2 separate regions of the Danio rerio genome follow, and region 2 is linked to region 1. The links are chromatin contacts, called in public Hi-C maps. All regions are on one chromosome and are shown on one strand. The core of a region is the stretch at or near the end of the contact, and the rest is flanking DNA. Distances in the headings are between cores, read along the strand shown.

Region 1 (3,232 bases), core at 465-2,964:
ATCAGTAATATAAAAGTAATCACAGTTCATACACGCTCGATAGTGTAGGCGTGGATTTTAGCTGCCAGTGGGTCAATGTAAATACAGACTATGGACTTGAAAATTCAGACGACTAACTGTTTTATTGAGCAAAAACTCCAAAAACAGTTGAGGAGATCTCCTAGCTTCTCACTCTGCTCTTTTCACAGACACACACACACATATTGCACACACACACACACACACACACACACACACACACACACACACACACACAAGCACTTAACCCTGCTCTGGACGACAACGCGCGCGCGCACAAACACACACACCTCCGGACGACAGCGCGCGCACACGCACACACAGACACACACACTACTCCGATAAGAAAATATAGCCAGTTAACCTGAGACAGTACACTCGGTTACAAGTAACAAATCACAACTAAATACATTTGCAAGCCAGAGTCAACGAGGCAACTTTAATCGCACGTACTTACACTTGAGAAATGAAGGAAGAAACCCATCCTGACGTCCAGCAGTAAGTTACTCTTTACTGATCCTTCCTTTAACAAACGCTGATGAAGTATTCTTTGTAGCATGTAGTTTCCAGAAGTTTCCAGTAGTTTCCAACTGCTTGGCTATAATGCTGAGTTTTCATCTTTGGGTAGAGACTCAATATATCCATCTGCAGTGTGACTTCAATCGACCGGCATGTTTGTGTGTGTGTGTGTGTGTGTGTTTGTGGGTGTGTGTGTGTGTCTGGGTTTCTGCGTCAGAGGGCGGGGCCTCAGGTTTGAAATCTCCCGGGTTTGCGCGTGCACGTGAACTTGGTTTCGTTCATACGTCATGGCGAAACACCTAATTAATCGGTATCAAGGCGACTCGTTTGAAGCACTATGAGTCGACTCTTTTATAGATGAATCAACAGTTTTAAACACTGTAAACTAACAGATTTAATCCTTAGCTGGATACTTCACTTCACTTAGAGCTGTGTTACACACTACATGGAGGGGAATTTTCAAAAACCCATATTATGGGCTCTTTAAAAGAAAAACTACTGGTGACAAAGAAGTATCACCTTTTACCCCATAACTTAACCTATAACTTTGTAATAATTTGAAATTTGTTAGTATTAATATCTCACGTCCTACATTTGAACCCGAAGGTACCACAAATGCTTCTATGAAGGCTAGAGAACGCTTTATAGATTGAAGACGATGCACAAAGTAGTGGTAGAAGTTAATTTGAGGTTTCTATCTCACATTCGCTCTTTTCACTGTCAAAGACGGTTCACTTAAAAGTTGACGGGTGCACAAAGAAAGCTTTTGTATCTGTTTCTTCTAGAACGTCACAGTCTTCTATGCTTACAGATGGAAGAGATTAAAAAAAGAGACATATGCCCAGTTTTCTCCCCTTTGCCTTTTATATTTACTGTCTCTTTGCTCAGCCTAACGGTGAAACCTGTCTCTAAAAGCCCCCTTGCACTTAAATGTGAGGATCTCTCACACACACACACACACACACACACACACACACACACACACACACACACACACACACACACACACACACACACACACACACACACACACACACACACACACACACCCAACACTGGCTGTGTGTTCTTCACTCTCTGGCTTTTGATTGGCAAAGCAAGTGAAAGGAGCTGCACAATGCATCAAACAACGCTTCGCTTACAGGGCTCGGGGTGTTTGACAAAGTGTAGAGAGGAGTGCTGAGTGGATGCAGAGTGACACAAAGTGCTTTCTCTCTCTGTCTCACACACACTCACACACACACACACACACACAATGAGGTCAAAGCAGAGATGGCACATAATATGGAAAGTGAAAGCAAGAAGCAGTGGAAGACTTTAGGAACCCCATGTGCTTTTTGAAGTTAGAGTTTTGGAATAGACTAAAAGGAAAGAAGAGAAAGAAAATAATGTGTCACTTGTATACATAAGCAGCTGTGTAACTTGACAATTAGTTGTTAACTTTTTCAGATTTGTGTTTATGAAAGTGCTCACGGGTCCTTTCAGTGAATGAAAACCATACACCAGGACCAATGCAGTCTGACTCACACGTAAACCACTCTTAATTTGAATGGTTGCCTTTAGATGACCAAATACATGTATAGTGAGTGACCTGCATAGTCTGATTGCTGAATGAATAAACAAGATCATTTCAGTAAAACAAAATTACACTGCATAACTTTAGTTCAGATTCATAAATAGACATGTACCATTCTTATAACGAAATCCAAGAACAAACTAGCATGACTTTATTTCACACAAATTTGTTTGTTTGCTTTGGCTAATTTTAAACTTCATACCACCATTGACATGTAGTAATGCAATCTTCACTGTAGAGTCCAATTCTAAATAAAATCACCACGGACACTGCTTTTTTAAAATGTACACAGTAAAGCTTCTTGCTTTAAATGAAGCAGTGTATTGTTTATTGTTCTCTATAACTACACATGGCTTTACTACTTGACTGCCAATGCCAAATTGCAGAGATTGTGCAAACATCCATATCAATATAATAAGAGGCTTTAATTGTAGTCATGTTTATTTTGTTATTGTGAGGAAAATATGCAACATGTAATTACAAATGTTGCTGAGGTATTCTGAATTAATTTTACCCCCAAGAAGTGCTGCTGTGTAGTCTAATTCCTGGCATATTGTTGTAGTGTGATTCCTGACCAAATGATTATTGGGTTTGGTTCTTTTAGTAAATCATAGCCATAAAGAGTGATACATTTAGTCAGATTGTAAACTCTTCTTTAGTTGTTTTTTGTAATAGAGTCATAGAATTATAGAGTATAGAAAACATTCAGCATAAACTAATGGATTACTTTTTGATGGAACTGTGGTTTCAGATTTAAAAAAAAAAAGAACTGTTTGGGAAAAAACTCAAAAACTTAAGAAAAATGTTAAAAATAAAGTAAATTAACAATTTTATTTATTTTTTTATTTTTAAGATAAACTTGTAGTTAAGTTAAAAAAAAAAAAACTCTTTCTTCATTTACTCAACAGTTACGTTTAATTTTTTCGACACAAGTCAATACACTTAATAAAATGATGTTTGCTGTTTGTTCAAACTACTTTATTAAAATGATCCGAAACAACACAATTCTTGCATTTTTGTGAAAGCTTGTCTTAATTAATCCACTTAAATTTGTTAATAACAAATGCACATTTATTATCAGCCAATCACATGGCAGCAACTCAATGCATTTAGATATGT
Region 2 (3,232 bases), core at 275-2,774, 570 kb after region 1:
ATATATCTGAAAGCCGACTGTTCACAGGCTCATACGGAGAATCCTCAAGTAAATCATTCCCTGAAATATTAGCAAACAAAATGTGACTAAATAACAATAAATAAATGGTTACATAAGTCTATCATTAATGTCATTTTTAGATGCATTAAACAAAACAAAGTAATAAAGGCTGGAAACTGCAGCTTTACACAAATAAATACGTTAAAATTGGTATTCAGAATGATGCCTAAAAAGACTATTTGGGGGTTTCTAAAAAAATCTATTAATTCAAAAGACTCTTAACACTGTACAATGGAAAGGTTCCATAAATGTTAAAGTTCTTCATTGAGCCAACCATGCCATTAAAGAACCTTTATTTTTCACAGTGATGTTTGATCGTATTTGGGTCACTGATTCATAAAGACTGGTTTACATTTCCGGAGCCAGTTTCTGGTTGATTAGTTATCCTGGTCAGTTGAGCTGGCAAAGTTCCTGCTCTCCCTCTAGCAGGCACATATACACTAACATAAAGCATCAGATGACCTCACACTCCATAAACTTTAATGGACACTCTTCAGACAGGCATTTGAAGACTTTACAGTCACCCTATCTGATAGCACAAACCAAAAAAAGCAACTCCTTGACTACTGATTTTGGTCGCCAAGTATTAAAAATAAACTGTCGAAAACTATGTTGTGAAGAAGCTGAATACTTCATATGTTTATTTCATATGAGAAGGCAAGGCTGCGCACCCTGTAAATGCTGATAGATCCCCCAGTAGATGCGCAGGCAGTTCTTTTCCTTCTTCATCCCTCTTTTGCAGCGGCAGTTATACAAAGGACTCTGCTTTAAAGCGTCCAAGACAAGTCGACATTCATCCTTTGCCTCCATTCCAGTCACCATACTGAAGTTGGACTCTCTCCCCGCCACGCACTGCCTCATAGTTCGATACTTTGAGCTGCATCCCGGCTCCTTCAAACACAGCTCGTTCGCCTTCACACAGTCCAGCCGGTTTGAGCTAGAAAAGTAAGACTCCTCGGCAGATAACAGCACATCTATATAGGACAACAATGGAAATAATCATCAACTAGGCTACTCAAACTTACATAATAATAATAATAATAATAATAATAATAATAATAATAAAATAATAAAAGTTGTGGATTTTATCTAGCATGAACCAGGCTACTTAAATTACAAATATTGTTTAATGCATGGAAACATTTTGTGAGGTAAAAATTTCCCAAAATAGAAACGTAAGGTGTTTTAGAGACTAAAATATTAACACAAGAAGATTAAGCTGACTTAAGATGAAAGTAAAAACAAAGCTGATCCTCAATAACAAAACTGTGTCCTATTATGAGACATACGTCCTAGATCTATAACATTTCAGAATATACTGTTTTAGACTAGAATAAATGTGACGGGACCCGGTGGGATAAACACTTTTTAAATATTCTTTGAGTTTCAGTCTTCAGTGAACACAATGTGTAAATAACAACTCACCCAGCAGAGGTAAAATGATGTAAATCGCGGCGATAAACATTGCGCTTTTATCCGTGGTAAGTTCGCTCAAACACGCGGTTTATTGTTATGACGATGAAAAGGATAATCCTTCCTCATTTAGGTCCATTGAAACATCGCTGGTCACAATGTAGGCTATATCCACGACATAAAAGAGAGAGGGGAAATCCGTAATCTGGTCCAAAACTGTCACTAACCAATATTGAATGGCTTCTTGGATTAAGACAATTAACAAACAAGCAGAATTTGACTCGCAAGGCAGCAGGATAAAACTCCAGCTCTGAAGATGTGCCCGTGCGACTGTGCGCGCGCGACAGCACTGTGGCATTGAGTTGCGCTGTAACCCAAACCAAAAACCACACGCGACTCAGTGCGCGCTCAGCGCTTCTGCGTGTAACACAGCACAGGACAAAGACATCTTGTGTAGCCACTCCAAAACTTGGAATGTTTACTGCTATCTGTTACTGTTTAACTTGTATAGGGTGTCAGAAAAGCTTTTCTTATCAGTTGATATGTTTGTTTGCTTTATAAATTGCATTGCTGGTGGTGATTTCGTCTTTGTTTGCTGGGCTCTTTTGTATGTGTTAGGTGGGCAGTCTTGTCTAATGGAAATGTATTAGTAGATAAGGCATTGTTGGACTGATATCGTACCTCCATAAGCACAAAAATCAACTAATCTAAATGATTCATGTTTTTAAAATTTTTAAAACTGTCCCGTGACTTAGTTTAATATATTGTAGTTTTAATATATATATATATATATATATATATATATATATATATATATATATATATATATATATATATATATATATATATATATATATATATGTATGTGTGTGTGTGTGTGTGTGTGTTCATTTTTTTTTTATTTTTTTTTTACTGTAGGTGACATGTTTAAAAAGTCCATAGGAAGTAGTTTTACAATTCTGCAACAAAGAAATGTTGTCCTGCTAAATATAGAGATATATTTTGCAGCTATTTAGGAAAGTGGAAGCCCTGTACTTGATTTGCCAAAGGCTACAACATTTTTTTAAAGTTTATCCCAATAAAGTTTTGGTGCGATTTTGTTCATTGCCTACTGACTATAGGCTGGTGGAGGTCGCCCTCTGTTGGTATATTAGTGTATTTTAAGGAATGACGAGACAAGCGGTCCTCAGCCTTTCTTGCTTTGGTTCATTTATTGTTCAATTCAGCATTAGATGGTTCTCCACAAAGGCTGCGTTTTTATACAGTTTTGTACTGAAATAATAAAAATACAATATGTATTAGCTGAATAAAAACATGAATAAAGTTGGAAATAAAATAAAACCTTCAACATTTAATTTTTTTATGTAAATTTTTTTTTAATAAAACGAATTAAAGTGTCATTTAAATAAATTAATAAAAAAAAATCAGATTAACAAAAACTATATTAAACTACAAACACAAAAAAACTAATATTAAAATAACTGTAAACATTACATATTTATCACAATTAAGGAAACATTGAACATTTGTAAGCCCTAACATCAAAATGTAGAAGAAATGTTTTTTTCTTAAATGTAACAAATGTTTCATATTCACTGACAATTATTGACATGAAAATGTAAAGTGTTTTGCCAATATGGACGTCACTGTGGCACAGTGCGTATAGCAAGATCGCCTTACAGCAAAAAGATCGCTGGTTCGAGCTTCGGCTGGGTCAGTTGGCATTTTTGTGTAAAGTTTGCATGTTCTCGTGTTTGCG

Evidence for each region. A called contact is a pair of places that touch in the nucleus more often than the background predicts.
Region 2: a Hi-C map of embryo shows a contact between it and region 1, with 4 times the contacts expected there. The contact joins the promoter of gfra1a here to the enhancer-like site in region 1. A contact is called at or near these places in 3 of 18 Hi-C or Micro-C datasets (caudal fin, embryo and hematopoietic stem cells) and 1 of 4 datasets of contacts at active chromatin or transcription factors (caudal fin).

Annotation. Positions count from the first base shown.
Region 1 is chr13:23,082,932-23,086,163 of GRCz12tu, forward strand. The region is part of intron 9 of atrnl1a (attractin-like 1a); the gene reads left to right. Among named protein-coding and RNA genes, the nearest start is that of trnag-gcc, 4.1 kb to the left of the region's middle. Within about 2 kb of position 1,715, at least 8 of the 62 cell types and tissues checked have an H3K27ac peak or open chromatin away from gene starts, as enhancers often do.
Region 2 is chr13:23,649,086-23,652,317 of GRCz12tu, forward strand. It overlaps gfra1a (gdnf family receptor alpha 1a), which reads right to left and starts at 1,525. Exons shown (of 9, transcript NM_131730.1): 1 at 1,486-1,525; 2 at 732-1,034; 3 at 1-60. The coding sequence starts at 1,525. It also overlaps ccdc172.